3 separate regions of the Danio rerio genome follow, and regions 1 and 2 are each linked to region 3. The links are chromatin contacts, called in public Micro-C maps. All regions are on one chromosome and are shown on one strand. The core of a region is the stretch at or near the end of the contact, and the rest is flanking DNA. Distances in the headings are between cores, read along the strand shown. Region 1 holds the start of tprb (translocated promoter region b, nuclear basket protein). Region 2 holds the start of arpc5b (actin related protein 2/3 complex, subunit 5B). Region 3 holds the start of hmcn1 (hemicentin 1).

Region 1 (3,045 bases), core at 363-2,862, 220 kb after region 3:
AATATTGTATAATATATTATTTATATAATTAATATTATATATTCATATTCAATTTATATTCCCGTTACGTCTGTGTTTATGAGACTGTTAGATCAATTCATTCGTTTTATTCTGATCAGATGTCAGATCGCTCAAACCACTTCAGAAGGTGATTTGGGGTGCGTTCCAGATGAAACTGGACAGGTATAATCATTTTTAGACAAAACTAATATGAACAAAAAAAATTATGACCTGGAGAAAATCTGCCCTGTGCCTGAAACACCTGTAGGTGCGCTTTTACAGCCAAAATTCTATTAAAAACATGTTTACTATAAGCAAAAAACGTGTGCTCTAACTTTTCAGGCCTGTAGACAGGGGGGTTCGGAAGGCCCACCCCTCACTGACAGTGACAAAGGTCCAGAATTTGTCCCATACATTAGCTCAATTGTTCTATTCTGACTGCTATGTCATCACAAGTAATGAAAATAATCCATCGAAAAAGGCGTTAAGACCAAACGGAATCTTCTGTCGGCTGTTGCTTTGGTGGGACTATAATCTGACGTAAGAGAAGTCTTCTTTCACTGCTGTATTGTTTTTAAACAGAGAAAACATTTTACAGGTGTAAAAAAAATGTGTGAAGCACCAAAAGCGGACCATATAAAATTAATTTGAATATATTTTGCCTATTGTTTATTTCCAGGAATTTTAAAATGTACTTTGTTTTTGCCAAAGAGACTAGAAAAATTCTGAAGAATTCATTATTATTATTATTATTATTATTACCATGTATTATTACTGTTATTATTATTATTATTATTATTATTATTATTATTATTATTATTATTATTATTATAGAAATTGCCAAATTGTGACTGAGGACAGTTGAATGTGCTGGCCAGGTTTTTTTTTTTTTTTTTGTCTAATAAATAATAGTGAGCTACAGTTTTTTTTTTACTTTAAGACTTTAATAGATTGCTATTTTTTCCAATGATATATGATGTAATAAATTTGTATTTTAAAAAATAGTCTTGTTTTAATTTGTTTTATTGCAATTTTTTAGGATATAAATATTTTAGTCATCAAAAAGTGTGATTATGATGACATCTGACTTGTTTACCAACAAAAAACCCAACTTAAATGCAGTATTTAAATCTCATAGTTAAATAGAAACTGAGTCGTATAACTGCAAATAGGTCCACTTTTTGAGAAAAAAAGAACCACCACTTTCACCAGGCTGGCTACGGGCCAATTTAAACGAATCAAATATATTGCATACAACCATAATGAAATTCATCGACATAATACGTGCAATATTTTAAATCCACATCCTTATTCAAGTGTAAATGACTCCGTCACAAGGACGCAGTTTTCACGTTACTTCTCTCATCGATGTCCAGGCTGTCCAATCACAATCACCTTTACTTGAAAGAGTGTGTTTGTTAAACAAGTTAAAGGATAAAATGTTTATTTGTTTTATTTATTTGGTCTTTTGACTTCATAGATCATTTGACGAATTTGTTTACAAAGCTTCTCCAAATCTACATGGGCGCCACCTGGTGGAAGTTTTACCACCTTGCGGAAAATAGTAATAAGCACGTTTGCATTTGACGCGCCGGACGAGGAGGAGTCACCGGAACGAAAAATGGCGGCTGTGTTGCAGCAGATACTTGAGCGGTCGGAGATATCGAAACTCCAAAAAACAGTTTTGACTAAATTAGAGAAGTACATTTCTGAGCAGCAATGTGAAGTTGATGACCTCAAGGCACAACAGGAGCAATTTCGTGTGGATAGCGGTAAGGCTATGCTATTTTAGTCAATGTAAACAGTTCATAGTCACGAACGAGGCCTGGGTCTGGTTATCTTGAGGTAATTTGTATGATGTTGTTTACGTTAATTCTTGGACGTGTTGTTCTGCAAACTATAACTAGTAAACAATTGTTACAATTAAATTCATAATCTAAATAATTTTTTTCTGTCCACATTGTTACCGTGCACTTGTTTGCAGGCATGTTAATGTGTTTTGGTATTTTACTTTTTTAACATAGAACAACAGTATTTTGACATCGAGAAAAAGTTCGCAGAGAGTCAGGCTCAGTTTGTGTCCCAGACTCAAGAACATCAGATCCTGAAAGAGGAGCACTATAAATTGGGTAAGTAGGTGTCAATCAAATGTCTATATTGTATTGTATTTAGAATTTGAATGTTATGCTTAATTGTATTTGCTCTTTTCGATTACAGAGGATGAGCTGAAATGTTTAAGAGAGAACAATAAGGAGCAAGCAGCTTCATACGCCAAACTAGAATCTAAACAGGTAAAATTTTACATGACAGTTTGCTAGAGGAGAAGATCTCAGTGTCTTCTTGAGGTGTGTGATGAGACTAGAAAGACTGTGCCTTGTTTGCAGAATGACCTTTCCAAAGCCAAAGATGAGCTCGAAGCAGAAAAAAGAGAGCTGGTCCGTACACTGGAAAGAAGATCTCAGGAGATGGAACACCAAAGCGGTATTTAAGTATTATTTAAGAAACTTTTTTTATTGTAATGTTGCACTGTAATACTGAAAGGGCAGATTTTGTTTGGACGTCTTGTTTACATACACTAAAATGTTTACACAGATTTATGTTTTGATTTTGAATCAAGTTCGGAATTTGATCAGTAATAAAGAAACACTTATGTATTGTTATTAGGTCTGAACAATATATTGTTTGAGCATCCACATCGCAATGTGTGTATCTGCAATGGTCACATCTCAGAATTAGATTGTTTATTAAAGTTACAAGATAAAGATATTAACTATCATTATTTATAAAATTATGATCATTATATTTTACATTTGATTGTTTCATTTCTGTACTTGGATACTGTTAGGCTTCCCAGAAAACCTTAAAGCACTGTTTATTTATTTGTTTTTCCTTGTAATTAATTATTATTTATGCAAATCCACTGCAAAGAATCATCTCAATCAATCTAAATAATGAAATCTTTCCAAATAGAGCTATTCATATCATCTGCTGAGACTATATTCATACAATATATGCTGCGAAACAACATATTGCAATGTCAGATCT
Region 2 (3,467 bases), core at 266-2,765, 140 kb after region 3:
AGGCTTCTGTCTTCATTTGATTCAAAAACACTGATTTCTTTATAATTTAAAAAACATCTTTGGATACCTTTTCTGCTGGAAATAACATTGTCTTAAAAAACTTAAATAATAAAATGTTACAAATACCTTAGGAACGGTATAGTAGAAAATTTAGGTGGTTTTAAAACCTTGACTATTCATACGGCAGTATACCTTGAAACCGATTATTGTCCCATGTCTGCCCTCTCTTTATCATTCTCACTCTCCTCTTGGATGGGATGGTGGGCCAAATCAAAGGTTACAATGGGCCAACTTTGGCACACGAACTCTAATTTGGGCACCTCTGTTATATATAATCAAAGAAAAATAATTGTTTACTCTTTAGGGAAACAAAAAGCTGGCATGACTCACCTTGACGTTTTGATTCTTTGTATTGATTGGTGGGTTTTTTAATACTGCCTGTAGAGCACCCATGAGGTTCCCTTTGCAGAGTGGAGTTAAGGAAAAGTGCTGAATGTTAAAACATGTATGCCAAAAATAAAAACTTTACAATACTAAAAACACAAGGTATTGAACTTGCTGCACTGAGGGGTTATACATTAGAAACAGGAACTAGCCCTGGGTCCTGCAAAAATGACATATAAGGACATGAATTCAACTTCCTTATACTAAAATAATGCTTCTGTTATAAATGACAGCCTGGAAATAATAAGCAGTACTGCAAGGAACACATTACACATTTTGCAGGAAAACGCTTTTAACTAGACGAATGCCAGGAATGTTAAGGCATGTCTGGGCATTTCAGTGATCTAACTGCTTCAAGAAGAGAGGACTTTTAAGTTCCCAAAACAAGTAACGTCGTCTTTCTCTGAAAAAAGTATCGTAAATGATCACAATAACACACTCTAGCACAGTTCAGCATGATTTGTATTTGATGTACAGAAACATGCAGGCCAGCTGGTGTATCAGGCAACTCATGAATTATACAGCAAGAACGTAAATCAGTGCATGTTGCCGTGTAACACTAGCTCCAAACTATACAAAATCTACTTGGCTTCTATTAATAAGCACGCTGAATGTATGCTGTATGTATTTAATATATTAATGCACGCTCAAATATTGAAATAGCCGCGCTGTTTCAGTCATAATTACAATCTATTCAAGCATAGATCACATTGATATTAATGTGAGCTTGTGCCTCTGGAAGAGCAAGATTTTTTTTCAGATCATGCTGAATAAAGAAGGATATTGTCTGATGAGAGAATCCACCTCTGCCTCATCTGGACCCAGCTGGTTTTCTCCTCCTTCTTCTTCGTCCACAAACTTGTTCTCGTCGTACTCATCCACGTCCACTTTCCTGAAACGATCGGACACCGTGTTCTTTGACATGATGATGGTAAATGATTCCCCCGTTTGAAGTTAAACTAAGCGCTTTTGCATCAATACCATCTAACAATCCAGTGGGCTGAACGAGACTGGCGGTTCCTGCAACCTCAGTCTGGCCGTCAATGGTGGATTTCTTCACTTCCGCATAGCGCGCCCTCTATCGGCGACACCGCGGAAAGGACGTTTCTAAGTCAATTATTTTCAACCACTAGAGGACCTCAGCACACTTCTAATAGATTCATGGGTCAAATGACTTCAATTAGAATAGTCTGACTTTATTAAAACGCTAAAAATAAACATTACACACTAATAGTATAACATGCCTGCTAAATTATTGTTAAGTTCTGGTAAATAATTCTGGTAAAATATATTAATAAACTCATTCATTCATTTATACTTTTCTTTTCCTTTTATTAATAAACTATATTGTTCAATTCTGTTCTGTTTAGGTTCACTTGTATAGCGTTTTTCACAATAATTATCTTTCCAAAGCAGCTTCACGAACGGTGCAGTTTGTGGACTTTGTCCATGATATAAGCATCTATGGATTTTGTCATCAAATTTAGCGACTTTCTAGTTTTCTACTTTTTACTGTCTACTCTCTATGTTTTTAATTAATTGCTTTGTTTATTTATTGATTTTATTTAGTTTTTGTTTAGTTTTGAAAAAAAAACAAACAAACAAAGTATAAGGCAGACGTTTTGTCATGTCTGTATTAATGTAATGTGATGTGTATTTATGTAGCGCATTTATCGTGTATGGCCATACACCCTAAAGTGCTTCACAATTATGAGGGAGAGGGCCTCACCACCACCACCAGTGTGCAGCGTCCACTTGGCTGATGCGACGGCACCCACAGGACAACAGCGCCAGTGTGCTCACCTCACATAGGAGGAGTGGAGAGACAGTGAGAGAGCCAATTAGGTGGATGGTCTATGGAGAGAATTTGCCCAGGACACCAGGGCCCGGTTTTTCAAAAGGTTTAATCTGGATCAAATTGATCCGGATTTAGTAATCCTGTTTTTGCGATCCGTGATCACGTAATCCAGCTTACTTTTTGAGCCAGTTTTTCAAAGCAACATTGGATTGGATCAGTCTGATCCGAATAGGAACTTTTCAGGATCACTAAATCTGGATTACCAGTGCTCAATCACAATGTAGATGGATAGATAGGCCTATGTAAAGAGCAACAAGTAGAATAGCCAGTGTGGGGTCAATATAACTTTATTTTTATTAGAAATGAAAACACACACACATTTAAAAAAAAAAAAAAAACGAAAAACTATAAAAACCCCACCCCATCCTCTTCCAGCAGTCCGCTTATCTGAGACCTACAACACAAACACTGTACATTGAGGTATTTATAATAAGTTTCAAATATAGATGTAAATAAAAAAAGACCTAATGTCAAAAACTCCACAATAAGTTCAGACTTCCTCATCTGATGTGGAGAGAGCAGCTTGTCTGAGCGTGGCCTTTAGGAGGCGAATCTCAAGTCATTGGTCTTGGTTTGCTGCAGTTTGGTCAGAGTCAGTTGTTCTCTGCCAGATGAAGCTGTGCTTCTGCCCTTTCTGTCTCTTTTTGCAATTGTTAAAGGTAATTTCAAAAAATCTGTGATTGCCATTCTTTGCATTTTTTTTTGTCATTCTGTAATTGTTGCATGCATCACTAATAAATATTCTAAAAACAAAAATAGTTTCCATTGTGATGAATATATATATATATATATATATATATATATATATATATATATATATATATATATATATATATATATATATATATATATATATATATATCAATTATTGACAGAATAAAATGTATTGTTTTTGGTCAGTTTTGACAGCTTTTTGGGGGATTGTTTTATGAGGTCAAGCTATTTCTACTTTGCTGTAGGCCTATACTGATAGGCTGAATACATTAAAGCCTATACTCACTATAGCCTGACCGATGAACAAATAAAATAAAAAATTTATGAATAAATAGTATATCTCGTAAGATACTGCATGATCCAAATATAGTATTATTTAATACATTTTTTAAGTTTTCATTTAATTTTGGGCATGAAATCCACACTAAATCCACCCTTCTGGTGGGATCAG
Region 3 (3,389 bases), core at 191-2,690:
TCTTAAAAAATATGCTATCTAGTAGAATACTATTTACTGTCATCATGGCAAGGATAAAATAAATCAGTTATTAGAGATGAGTTATTAAAACTATTATGTTTAGAAATGTGTTGAAAAAATAAATGTATGCATCGACAGATGTGGGTGAATTAGTGACATTTCTATTCTCTTGCATCTTTTTCCAAAAAATACTATTACCATCTCATTAACCAAAGTGGCATTTATTTGTTGTGGATTGATATGCAGCCAGCTTAAAACTGATAACCAGGATATGTTCATTGATTCTTCTACCATACGTCGCTTTCCCCTTGGCTGCTGTTTTGCTCCTGTTGTCTTTTCCTCTTTTTTAACTGCTCCATTAGGCCTACTCACAAAAATCTGCTTACCCCTATCCTTTCGAAGTTTTGTGGACTACAAGCAAACTTTCCACTTTGTCAAACGTTTTACATGAAAACTTACCACCAACAATAGGGTAACTTCACATTTCACAGTTACCCTTGCAGCTTTTCCCTTCATTGTCTTCTGGCAGTGGTTGCAACTCATCGCAGTATCTGCAGCCTGCCATTAGGTGGTAGCAAGTGAACAAAAACGCAGACAACCAAGTTCTGCATTAAAATGTGTCACTACATTGCTTGCATATTACATAGAATTGAATACATGTACATTGTATATTAAGACAGTTTTTTGAACTTGTCGAGACATTTTCGTTCATCTAAATGTAAGAATGCCAAATGTTTTAGGGTCGTGTTTGGAGTTAAGGTGGGATATAGCTAAACTGGTGTGTGTGGTTCAGGTATTGTAAAAGAAGAAGAAGGAAATTGTTCCCTCAGAAAGGTTTTAATACCTAAAAATGACTTGTTGATCGTGATCTGAATGTTTTTTGAATTTATAAAAATGCTAAATGTTTTCTCTGTGGGTTGTATTTGGGTTAGGGGTTAATACAGACTGTACAGTACCATTATGTCTTTGAAAGTTGCATTATGTTAAACATGGATATCCAAAGTGTCTGTTGAGTTCAGAGAAATTGTATTTTTTATTTATTTTATATTTTTTTATTTCATTAATATTTTGTTAATTTAATTAGGCTATTTTTTCCTGTTGTTGTGATTTTTATCTTCACATGGCATTATTATTTTTGTGCATTCATTTGCTGATTAGTAAGACTTGTGTGTAAATTCGACAGTATCCAGGACATTTTCTTTTTGAGGCAATAAAGTATTTTCCATTTTGACCCATGTTCATATTATGATGTAAGCGGTTTCATTTATGCTCTTTTTAAAATTGTGTACTCGTTTTTTATATGGAGACTCGTAAAATGTAAACCTTTGCTTCATGGGTCATGTAAATACACACAAGACCCCCTCGCGACCCCAAAAGAGCTGTAGACCAATAAGCGCGAAGCTTCTTAATACGACGAGTCAGAGTTTGCCTGAGGTGCTTCTTCTCTCGCGTCTGGTAAAAGAAGTTAATAGTGGATCAGCATTTGTGGAGGCGACAGTTTGTTGAGAAACTCCAGAGGCGCAGGACGCGCGCGCACTAAAACAAACTCAAAGCATCCTCGCGCAAACGACCGTCAGAAGAAATCTGACACAGTGCCTCCTCAATTTTTTTTTTTGTCTTTTTCAAGACTTATTTTTTTCCCAATAGTGTCTCTGTTGTCAATGTAACCAATGTTTTGTAAATTTTTTTCAGCTCGTCGCTGATTTCTTCTTTTTTTTGCGTCGAGGTTATTTTTGTCGAGAAGCAGTTGGGAATCGCAAGATGGACTTGATAACTTCGCCGTTTTTTCTTGGTCTCATATTAGTTCTTAACGTTTTGTCAACAGCCCAGGACCCAAAAGAAGATGTCCCCGAGGGAGCCTCCACCTTAGCGTTTGTGTTTGATGTCACCGGCTCCATGTACGATGATTTAGTGCAAGTGATTGAAGGAGCATCGAAGATTTTGGAAACATCCCTCAGCAGACCCCAAAGACCACTATACAACTTCGCCTTGGTGCCGTTTCATGACCCAGGTACATACGAACACGTTCCATTCGTTTAAATGGTTTTAATACAATTCTTTATTGCCCCATAATAATAGATTTTTTTTACTGATAAGTAACCAACTCCTTTCTTTTTTTATATTTTAAATGTTTTGCTATGTCTTTCAGTAATACGTCTAAAAATTGACAGATTTTCTTATAGTAAATGTTGATAAATGTGCATGTTTAAGCACAATTCTAATGCAATGTGGTTTGTTCTTGAAACTAGAAAAATAATTTTGTGACATTTTCTTTAGACATATATTGTGTTGTACAAGTAAATATATCCTGTATCAAGTACGTTTACAAATGTAGTTCATCTTAAAGAGGACTTGTTGCCAGAAACATGACAAATCTGTTAGTTTGTTGAGAGCTGCTTCATGCTAGTGTCTCACACCTACAGGAGGTATCAAAGCATTGTTTGTAGTGCCCAGATGTTCTGTGCACTGAATTCACTGTCATTATCATTCCGTCTATTCAGGCGGAACAACCTTGGAAGCATTTAGATGCCTGCAAGTGCTGCCTTTTTCCAAGGAACATACTTTAATAACTGTACAGGACAGTTAGGATACTCTTGTAGCACTAATAATTAAATATGTGTCCCAGACAAGTAAGTTGCATGCACCATAGAGTTTTGTCCATCTGAAATATATCTAAAATATATCCCTGAAAAATGGATCAAAGATTCACATTTCACTCTCAACATGGTCGATTCTTTGTCATGTCAACTTAAGAGTGTGTTTTTGCTTTGTAATCTTTTCAAGTACAAAGGCAAGTTCACTTCACTAATCTAAACAAAGCCAAAAAGAGAAAATGGCATTTAAATGATATAATTGCAGGGTAAGCAACATGTTGTGGTAAATATGGTAGTACTGATGAAAAATGAGTCTCCTAACTCCGTTGAAGAGTCAAAAGAAAGTATCATCTAAAGAGATGTAAAGCCTCCCCCTTCTCCGTTCCCAACCTGAATCTGACCTAAAGTGTCCAAATGCTCCACTCCAAATACATTTTCCATCCACTCCTTGGGGCGCTCAGGAATTTCTTTCAAGATGCATGCTGTATCTGGTTATTGCTTCAGAATGCGCTGTCCACTGTAACTAAACCGAAAGATTTGCAACACAAAAGAAGACTCTTAGAGAGGGAGAGGGAGATCGAGATTGACTGTTCCTTCGCAAAATCGCTAAATCACTATTCCAGATGTGTGCAATCATGTTCTGAAATCAGGCTTGTGCCTATTTGTTTTTGTTATTGTAGATCGTTTTACGAAGGCTTGCAGATGGGAAACGCGGCCAAAGGAGAGGAATATGCATTATTTAGACAACACATGACATGAGCAGCTTATTTGTCAAAAAAATATTAATCTGCGAGT

Evidence for each region. A called contact is a pair of places that touch in the nucleus more often than the background predicts.
Region 1: a contact with region 3 is called in a Micro-C map of caudal fin, with 2.8 times the contacts expected there. The contact joins the promoter of tprb here to the promoter of hmcn1 in region 3. A contact is called at or near these places in 2 of 18 Hi-C or Micro-C datasets (caudal fin and an unstated tissue) and 1 of 4 datasets of contacts at active chromatin or transcription factors (embryo).
Region 2: a Micro-C map of caudal fin shows a contact between it and region 3, with 5 times the contacts expected there. The contact joins the promoter of arpc5b here to the promoter of hmcn1 in region 3. A contact is called at or near these places in 1 of 18 Hi-C or Micro-C datasets (caudal fin) and 1 of 4 datasets of contacts at active chromatin or transcription factors (caudal fin).

Annotation. Positions count from the first base shown.
Region 1 is chr20:37,341,589-37,344,633 of GRCz12tu, reverse strand. tprb (translocated promoter region b, nuclear basket protein) reads left to right here and starts at 1,612. Exons shown (of 50, transcript NM_001030123.1): 1 at 1,612-1,772; 2 at 2,025-2,129; 3 at 2,218-2,291; 4 at 2,385-2,481. The coding sequence starts at 1,622.
Region 2 is chr20:37,422,823-37,426,289 of GRCz12tu, reverse strand. arpc5b (actin related protein 2/3 complex, subunit 5B) reads right to left here and starts at 1,515. Exons shown (of 4, transcript NM_201509.1): 1 at 1,229-1,515; 2 at 391-463. The coding sequence starts at 1,368.
Region 3 is chr20:37,563,894-37,567,282 of GRCz12tu, reverse strand. It overlaps hmcn1 (hemicentin 1), which reads left to right and starts at 1,440. Exons shown (of 107, transcript NM_001190304.2): 1 at 1,440-2,010. The coding sequence starts at 1,762.